3 separate regions of the Mus musculus genome follow, and regions 1 and 2 are each linked to region 3. Evidence: chromatin contacts called from public ChIA-PET and Hi-C data. All regions are on one chromosome and are shown on one strand. The core of a region is the stretch at or near the end of the contact, and the rest is flanking DNA. Distances in the headings are between cores, read along the strand shown. Region 1 holds the start of Ccdc117 (coiled-coil domain containing 117). Region 2 holds the start of Emid1 (EMI domain containing 1). Region 3 overlaps Znrf3 (zinc and ring finger 3).

Region 1 (3,021 bases), core at 93-2,592, 240 kb after region 3:
CCTTTATAATCTGAACATGCAGAGGCAAACAGATCTAATAAGTTTGAGGACAGCCCTGGTTAGACACGGCTCCACAGACAGGCGATCTTAACAAAAACCAACAGGTAGACCTTGTATATACTCATTTGGAATAAGCTACTCCAAAGCATTGCAGAGTGACCAGGTATCTGGCTACAAAATTTGTAAGTTTCTGGACTCTTCCTAAGGAGAAAGAGAACAGGTTACATGGTTACTACCTCCGCGGAGAACACCAACCCTTCCAATACAGAGCCTAGGATTTTCTTTTTGTTTTGGTTTAATACTTTTGTGTCTGAAATGACAGTTTAAAATGCATGCGCATTTTCCTCTACCTGCCCGCCACTCAGTTTCTGCCCCTAAAAGGCAAACAATGTCAGCAGTTTAAAGAGATACATGTGCTTCACCGTTTTCACTTCAAATAGGATACACGTGTTAAACTAACCGCGACCACAAAGAGGACAAATTGGTCTGGATACTTACTCATCATCCTCCGCCAACCGCTTGTGTTTCTTTCTACAGTGAATGGAAACACTGTTGGAACAAACAAAAACAAACCAGTCACTCACGACTGGAACGTAAATGTAACGTTTCTGCACCATGTATTTGTCGCCTCACTCATCCGGATCTCCCGCCACAAATTGAACATTCCTTCCTTGGCCGTGATAGACCCACACAGGTCCCAGGTGATCACGATTTGCCAGGGGCTCCGAATAAAATAACCTCAGACAAGAAAATCTGAAGTTGTCACTTCTGTCGGGGCAGTGACAGTTGAGCACTCGCTCCAAACCCATTTCTGCCCCCAACATTGCCGATGAGGGACCCAAGTGTCCCAGAGGCATTCAAAGTTGTCCCGGCCGGCAGCCGGCGGCCGCGCGTGTGGAGGGAAGCGTCCAGGCCGAAGAACCCTCGAGGGTCGCCCGCCCTGCGCCCCGGGACTCACGGTTAACGTCCCGAGAGGTTAACGGGCCCGCCCCGCCTGCTCACCGTCCGCGCGCTGTTCTCCCGCCCGGGCTGCTCGGCGCGCCGCGGACACCGGGCCGCGGGGCCAGGTCATGGCCGGCGGCTCCTGGCGGGAAGGCCCGGCCCGCGAAGGCCGGTGGCGGCTGCAGGAAGTCCGCGCTGCCGCTCAGAGGGAGGCCGCTGAAGGGCCGGCCGAGGGCTGCCATGGCTTTCCAGACGAGGCTGCGTCCGCGACCCCAGTCGTTCGTTTTCCCAGACTCCGCAGTGGCCGCCACCAACGCTACCCACGATTACCTGCCTCTGAGCCCTCTTCGGCCCCCCAACCTCACGCCTTCTAGAACCCTCCACTCCGGACCGCCCAGAGACACGTCGGGATTTGTTGTGTATAGAGGGCCGCTGTCGTGAGGCATGCCGGGAGTTGTGGTCCTTAAGGACTACAGGCAAGATGGCCGGGGGTGTACCGGACGAATTGCAGGAGGTCAGGTCGCCCTCACCCGGCCAGAATGACAGACACCCAATCCCTATACAGAACGTTTGAGCTGGGCGTGGTGGATTCCCAGCTCTTATCAGGTGGAGGCAGGATAATCAGACACATTCAAAGCCAGACTTTGACTAAGTAGCATGGTCTAGGCTAGCCTAGTCTACGTGGGACCCAGTCCAAAATAAAAAGTTACACGTTTCTGTTTCTTCTGTAGTAAACAGGATAAGAAAAAATGTTTTCAGAGTTGAAGTGAGTAGTGAATGAATTAAAAATCTAGAGGTGGGGCTGGGCATAGTGGTGCACACATTTAATACCAGCACTTTCTGGGCAGAGGAGGGAAAATCTCTGAATTCTAGGTCAGTCTGGTCTACATAGTGACTTCCAGGCCAGCCACTGTTACGAAACAAAATATAAAAAAAAAAAATGCCTAGGAGTGGGACCTGACAGCTGGAGTTATTATTCTAGAATCTATGGTGAAAGGAAAACCAACTCTAGAAACTTGTTCTTGAACTTCCTTTCGTGGGGTGGGGGTGGGGACTGGCTTGGTTTTGTTCCCTGGTTACACATGCACTCTCATGCACACATATAACAATAACAAATAGAAAATTAAAAGCTAATAAAACTCCGAGAGGGAAGTGCAGCTGAGTGGTAGGGTGCATGTACTCCACCACAATATTTATACATGAAGCAGGTGGATGTGTGGCACATACTTCCAGTCAATCCCAGCTATAGGGAGGTTGAAGCAAGAGAATGGTTGAGTTCAGCCTTAACAACAAAACAGGATGTCAAGGCTTAGAAAACTCTACATGTGTGTACTTGTAATGCTATCTTTCAATTGTTTCTGTGTTTTATCATAAATGAAATTTTTGATGTATTGGATCCCATGGACAATTACTAAAACCCCCAGAGATTGGGAGAGCAATTGGAGGGGAAAAGCAGAAGTTCAGCCTTGTATATCCAAAGATGGTTAATAATGTCCCCTGCTTAGGTTGGACCAATGGAGTGGAGGATTGATTGGTCAGTCCTACCACTGATCATCCCCCATTTTTTTCTGCCTTAAAGAATGATCCCATCACTCATCACTGAGTGGCTTATACCATTGTCAATGCCATTTAGCCAAAGATTTATCAAGGACACACCAGTAACTGAACTAGAGTGGACTTAAGGAAGTGAGTTAGTGTCTTAGCCTGGGGGAGTTGAGTTAGTGATAAATGATTTGGAGGAAGTAAAGTTCATAAAGGCAACTTTGTATGAGCAGGTCGGGTGGCATAAACCTGTAATCCCAGCATTTGGAAGGTTGAGGCAGGAGGATTTTAAAAATGGAAGGGCAGCCTCAGCTAAGAAGGACATGAAATGGATGTGTGAGACCCTATCTCCAAAACGAACAAAACAGCACCTTTGACTGGAATGAATTGTTAGGAATTTAGGATAATTCTGTGACTCAAATAATTCGAGACACATAGGAAATTTCCTCTTTTTATCTACTTTAGTAGAAGTCTCTGAGCTTAGAAAGGATTCTCTTAGCAGACCAGTGAAGGCATGAGATAGGATATGAGGACTAA
Region 2 (3,006 bases), core at 317-2,816, 150 kb before region 3:
CACCCCAAGTCTGACCCCAGGAAGCCCTAGATCCTCACCCCTCTTATGTGGGGCTTACTCTATGAAGTGGGACAGATAATTCCCCACTCTCAGACTTTGTTTCTTTCTCTATAAAACAGACAGCAGAGAGAAGCAAGCCTAGATAGCAGCTGGGAAGGTTCTAGAAGCAATGGATGCAGGAAAAGTGCCAGCCCACACCAGCTGTGGTTGGCACACTGTAGGGGTGCTGTGGCATCTGCCACATCTGCCACTCGGCTGTTCCCATCTCAGACAGCTAACTGCCTGACCTCTGCTGCCTCAGCCACTTCTACCCCTGAGCCTGCTCTACCCGGTCACCTGCTTTTGCTAGCTCCCAGGGGGGGTTGCTGGCCTCTGACCACAAGAAAGGGAAACTTCTAAAAAGAAAGAAGTGAGGCCACAGGGGGGTGGGGCCCTCACGGGCCTTTGAATGGGCTGAAAGGCCTAAGAGGCCTGGTTAGTCCACATTGTCTGTCCTGGAGACAGGGGCAGGGGCTACAGGCAGAGCAGGGGCCAGGGCAGGTTCAAACTCTGCCATCGAGTCCAGAAAGGGAGAGCTGAATCCCAGCTCTTCCATGAATACCCACCACGAGCACATTAGTCTCAGTTTGCCCCTCTATTGAGTGGGGACAAGTTTCCCTACATCCTCCAGTCTTGAAGGCACTGTCTAGAAAAAGCCCCACAGGACCCGATCCTGGGAAACACTCCACAAAGGCCGGCAGAGAGTCATAGGCTTTTGGGAGGTCCAACCAAATGCCAGGTCCCAGGGGGCCTCTGACACTGACCCACTGTGCAGTCTCCACCCCAGTCCTTCCTCCGAGTGAAATAAATAGCTGGGACATAAAAAAAGAAAAAAGAAAAAAAAAAAGAAAGAAAGAAAGAAGAAAAAGACAGTAGCAGGGGAAAAGAGAGGGGATTCCTGAAGGGCTGGCTAAGGGGTGATCCTGGCATTTTACATGTACATGAAGGGAAGGGGGGCTTGGGCGAGACCCACAGAAGTCCTGGGAAGCTCTGTTGCATTGCCATGGGTCCACCTTCTGGGGCCTCCGGGATCTCAGTAGGGGAGGCCGTCTGTTCTTTCACACAGAAGTAGGTGAGCCGGCTATCCTGAGCACAGCGTGCCAAACCCCTGCTCCCACTGCTTATGGTATAGAGATGAGCGATGGAGCCCCTGCAACAGTCTCGGACTGCCTCCGATGTCCCGGGATTGCAAGGAGCTGGGGTCGGGTCTCTGTCCCAGTCCTAGGGTTGCATGGAGCTGGGGTCGGGTCTCTGTCCCAGACCCTGAAGTTGCACAGAGCTGCGATCGGGTCTCTGCCCCAGTCGCGGGATTGTACGGAGCTGGGGTCGGGTCCCTGTCCCAGTCTCGGGGTTGCACGGAGCTGGGGTCTGCTTCCCTCACCCCAGTGCTGGGATTGCACAGAGCTAGGGGAGACTTACCTGCGACCCGAGAACCGGGCGCCCGGGACGCTCCACGCGGCGCCGCCTCCCGGGAGCAGGAGCCCGAGGCAGAGCAGCGTCCAGGCCCGCGGGCCGCCCATGCTGTCGTCCCCACCGCAGCCGCGGGCGCGCAGAGCCGGTTCCGGGCGGAGCAGGGCGGGGGCGCTCGGCTTCGCCCGCCCCTCGCCCCCCGCCCCCCGCCAACCCGGAAGCCGTCCGCGCCCCCGCCAGGACGCCCTCCAGGTGCCCACCTGAGCCGCAGACTGGGAAACTGAGGCCCTGGCCGCACCCGCCCCCTCGTCCCCGCAACGCTGCCAGGACCTGAACCCACCACTCCAGAGCGATCGCCTCTGGACGCACATCTTTGACATCTTTGCGGAACTGGGTTCCCGAAACACACAGGATCTTCCCATCGACCTAACACAGGCTTCCTGCGCGAGCTGTGCCATTGTCCCAGGCATCTCACCCCATACATCCTGCCCTGACTAAAGCTTTCATCACTCCGTGTTGGGCTGGCTAGGTCGCCCATGTTACGGAGGAGAAACCCGAGGCTCAGGTGCTCCCGCGTCCCCTAAGTGCAGTGACCCTTATACCTGTTTTACAGGGAGACACTAAGGCCCAGAGCACTCTGGCAGAGTAACCCCAGACCCACAATCCCCTCATCTCAGTGTTGGGGTCTAAGCACAAGTGTAGACAGCATTTTGGCATAGGCCTCAATTTCCCATTCCCTAAGGTAAGGACTGGCTGAGAGCAGAGGGCCTGGGTGGGACTCAGGCACATTCCACGCGGCATAGCAGGTGCGAGGAGTTTGCCTGTGCTGACATGATAGACTATTTGTGTGCATGGATAATGTTGTATGCATGCACGGCGCTGTAAACATGTATGTGCTGAATCTGTGTGTACACGATGTGTTTGTGAGCATGGGCAGTATTTGCTTATGTACGCCATATTTGAATGAACAATGTATGTGTTTGTGTGGTGGGCATGTGTATGCATGTATGTCTGTGTACACGTGAGATGCCTGTATGCATGCATATCATGTTTGTGTACACGTGTGCATGTGTGTGTATATGAACATGTGTGTATATGAACATATATGTACATATATGTACACACATATATGTACATATATGTACACACATATATGTACATATATGTACACACATATATGTACATATGTGTGTATATGAAGTATGATTTTCTTTCTTTCTTTCTCTTTCTTTCTTTCTTTCTTTCTTTCTTTCTTTCTTTCTTTCTTTTAGATGAGCTCTCTATATGTCCTGGCTTGGTCTGGAACAAATACACACACACACACACACACACACACACACACACACACACACATATATAATATGGCTAGCTTTCATTTCACAGAGGTCTGTCTGCCTCTGCCTCCTGCATGCTGGGTTCGATACTGTGCCCAGCTCTACACAAGAGCAGAGTCGTCACCAAGGGAGGTCACAGAAGACGTCTACTGCACGCCCCAGCAGTGAGCAGCCTAGGTCAGGGAATCTTTGCCCAGCTCAGCTGTGCAAGGGGCCATGCTCC
Region 3 (2,964 bases), core at 247-2,746:
TTGGGCTTTCCTGCTCCCAACACTGACTACAGCCAACTCCTAACCAATGGGAATCCTGTGGATCCTCCAACTCTTCAATTAGGATCCGTCTGTTTAGCTATGTCTTTTTGGTACTCTGCAATCTGCAGCCTTTAGTCTTCACACTTCAGACTTCAAGACCTGCCTTCTTATCTGCACCATCTTCTGTTGTACTGCTAAGGAGGCTTTTGACTTCTAAGGCACACATGTTGTTTCTGGCCAGTCTTAAACTCCAGTGGCTCTGCCTGTGGCTCTTAGGCCCTGGACTTTGTACACACACATCTCTGGATTTCAAAGCTCTCAAAAAAAAAAAAAAATTCCTGTACATTTAAAGTGTGTGCTGTGTCCCTTCTCTCTCTGGAGGAAAGTGAACTTTCCATAGAATTCCAATGAGGAAAAGCTAGCCAGATGACTACCCTTGGATATGTGCCCTTGGCCTTCCTCTGGCCTAGAGGACTGATGGAATCTATCCTACCACTTGCAAGAGAGAACAAGGCACAGGACCTGTTGAGACACAGAGCACGGCTCTCTAGGAGTACTGGCTGCAGAAACCACAGCGTCACAATTTTTAAACACCAACATGAGAGACACCATTCTTTTCTGCAGTCTACAGACTTGCAGAGTGGCAGTAACAAGCTTCTGTTGTTGTATGGGGTCCTGTGCCTACTGCCAGTGAGGTCATGTAGGGGAAAGTGGTGGTGGTTGTGGTAGGGGCAGGTCATACCAATGGAGGTCAACCAGTGGACCTGACCATACCTACCACCACCACCAGCTCTCTCTTGGTGGGGTTTCCTGGTCTAAGCAGCCCACTCACTGGGTCCTTGTGTACCCCTTCTCTCTGGAGGTCACTAAATGGACTTTAAACCTTCACTCCTTACTTTCTCCTTCCTTCACTGCCTCTAGGCAGTGACCACCCAGGCACCAGGCTCTTGCGTATTCTGCACAGCCCTGTGCCCTAAAGTGTGAGTCATACTAGGCAAAGGGGCTCAAAGACACTCACCAAGGGCCCTGTTTTCCGACAGAAACTTTTCATTACATAGGAAATGAGGTCACACACTAGGGCACACAGGGAACCAGTGAGAAAAACTTGGTGCCAAGAAACAAGGTGGGGGTGGTGGTGGTGATGGTAATGTTAAAAAAAATGGGGAAACCTGACACAAGCCACCAGGAGAGATCACCTGTGCTCTAGAGTAATTTGTACTAGGCACACACAGAATTAAAAACAAACAAAAACCAGTCCTGATTTCCTCTAAAAGTACATATAGCATATCTGATTTTACCAAGTCACATTTGGAAGGCACTTTGTTGGCTTATTGCAGGCTTTAGAGACCCCAATTCAAAAGAAGACCACCACAGAAAGAGGACCAGAGGATGGGGTTGCAGATAGGGTTACTTCCTCTAGGGTGGGAGGTGAGGGCAGTGACATAGTGTTGCCCGCTCCACTGACTTGGCTCCTCATTCCAGGGCTTGGCTGCAGCCTGGCCTGACCTTCCAGGTTTCCCTGGCAAGTGATCAAAGCTCTGAAGCCACAAACACAGTTCAGAATTCAGAGGCCCTGCGGCCAACCCCCCCCCCCCAAGTCACCCCTCTCAGTCCCCTCCCCCATGACTGCCTTTCTGCCAGCTCCCATCCGGCTGCACTGAGAAAGGGCTCTCCCACCAGCTGTACTCCTACCCACCACAAGATACTTCTTGCCATAATTAAAGTCATTAAGTCTCCAAAGGCTCCCATGGGCTTCAAGTTCTAAGTTCCCGAGAGTGAGTGAGTGAGCGAGCGAGGGAGCGGATGAAGGATTTTTAAGTCCTAGTTAAGATTATGCTGATCTATTCAGGAGACATGTAGCAGCGAGAATCCAGCGGTTAAGTTAATGGTTAAGGCTGCCTAAGTTTAAACAGTGTTATTTATTCTCAAAATATGCAGCAGCCTCCACTTAATTCCTACTAATTAAAGGAACCAACAGAAGAGGCTGGAGTCTGTAGTCATGTACGGCGCCGATGTACAGGTTGTGAGTCTTTTCACAATCAGAAACTACTGGGTGTTAAACGGAAATGCATTTCCTTAGATCTTAATCTCAAACACAGACTTTTAGATCAGTTCCAAGAAACACAATGGTCCCCTTTGTTTTGACACCTGACAAGGAGCACCAAAAACTCAAAGAGAGCCTGTGCACACCCTCCTGTTCCATCCATCCTTCTGAGTAAATGAAGGATGTTATGGAAAAATGGCTGTAGAGCTGTCTATGCCTGAAAGAGAAACTTGTAGAGGACTTGGAAGCTGTTACCTTGCCTTGGGAGGTTCTCAAAGTCCCATTTCAGGCCAGATCTTATTAGGTCTGTAACTGGAAACTTCAAAAAAGGACCACTGCCTTCTGTACATGTGGCAACTAATTAATATAAACAAGTGTTAATTAGGTGGCAGAACCAGACTTAACAACCTTGCCTGCAAAGTCTGAGCACCTCAGCGGCCCTCTGGAGAATCAGGGTAGGTTCTTGCAGCAAGGGGCTTTGTTCTTAAGATTGGCCTACTGAGAGAGAAACTGGGGGACTGAAAAATAAAAATAAACTAAAAATCACTGCCTGGTGAGGTGTCTCAGTGAGTAAGGACATCTGCCATCAAGTTTGATAGTTTAGTTTGATCCCTATGTTCTGATGCTGATGGACTAGTAGGAATCTGGATCTAATTAAGCAGAACCCAGCAATACTTGCGATGAAGGAAAAGAAATTACAATACTCTTGAATCAGGTGGTAAACAGATTTAAAAGCAAATTCAAAACAGAAATATTCTGACTATACAACTTTAACACTAAGCACAAAATATCCTAGACTATACTGAGGAATATACACTATTCCTCAGTTCCTCATTAGAGTGTGCTCACAGTTCACCTGCCACTTGGAAGGGGCTTACACACATGCAGGTGGCCTCTCAGTCTTCAAACACCAAGTTCCC

What was found. A called contact is a pair of places that touch in the nucleus more often than the background predicts. ChIA-PET counts read pairs in DNA pulled down with a chosen protein or histone mark.
Region 1: a Hi-C map of cerebral cortex shows a contact between it and region 3, with 2.6 times the contacts expected there. The contact joins the promoter of Ccdc117 here to the enhancer-like site in region 3. A contact is called at or near these places in 1 of 15 datasets of contacts at CTCF or cohesin (the NIH/3T3 cell line), 14 of 484 Hi-C or Micro-C datasets (B cells, the Ba/F3 cell line, CD4 T cells and 10 more), 10 of 115 datasets of contacts at active chromatin or transcription factors (the 230-238 cell line, bone marrow-derived macrophages, effector CD8 T cells and 6 more) and 3 of 9 other capture datasets (adipose tissue, embryonic stem cells and macrophages).
Region 2: a contact with region 3 is called in an RNA polymerase II ChIA-PET map of memory CD8 T cells, with 52 read pairs. The contact joins the promoter of Emid1 here to the enhancer-like site in region 3. A contact is called at or near these places in 11 of 39 promoter capture datasets (the 3T3-L1 cell line, the C10 cell line, the HPC-7 cell line and 7 more), 1 of 15 datasets of contacts at CTCF or cohesin (large pre-B cells), 1 of 484 Hi-C or Micro-C datasets (liver), 5 of 115 datasets of contacts at active chromatin or transcription factors (double positive thymocytes, embryonic hindbrain, embryonic stem cells and 2 more) and 2 of 9 other capture datasets (adipose tissue and embryonic stem cells).

The regions. Positions count from the first base shown.
Region 1 is chr11:5,540,875-5,543,895 of GRCm38.p6, forward strand. It overlaps Ccdc117 (coiled-coil domain containing 117), which reads right to left and starts at 1,343. Exons shown (of 5, transcript NM_134033.2): 1 at 1,003-1,343; 2 at 499-549. The coding sequence starts at 1,184.
Region 2 is chr11:5,150,664-5,153,669 of GRCm38.p6, forward strand. It overlaps Emid1 (EMI domain containing 1), which reads right to left and starts at 1,567. Exons shown (of 15, transcript NM_080595.3): 1 at 1,459-1,567. The coding sequence starts at 1,559.
Region 3 is chr11:5,295,760-5,298,723 of GRCm38.p6, forward strand. All of the region lies in intron 2 of Znrf3 (zinc and ring finger 3), which reads right to left. Among named protein-coding and RNA genes, the nearest start is that of Kremen1, 36 kb to the left of the region's middle. Within about 2 kb of position 1,497, at least 120 of the 459 cell types and tissues checked have an H3K27ac peak or open chromatin away from gene starts, as enhancers often do. A contact at or near this core is called in CD8 central memory T cells, DN2 thymocytes, cerebral cortex and 4 more, where this site is marked.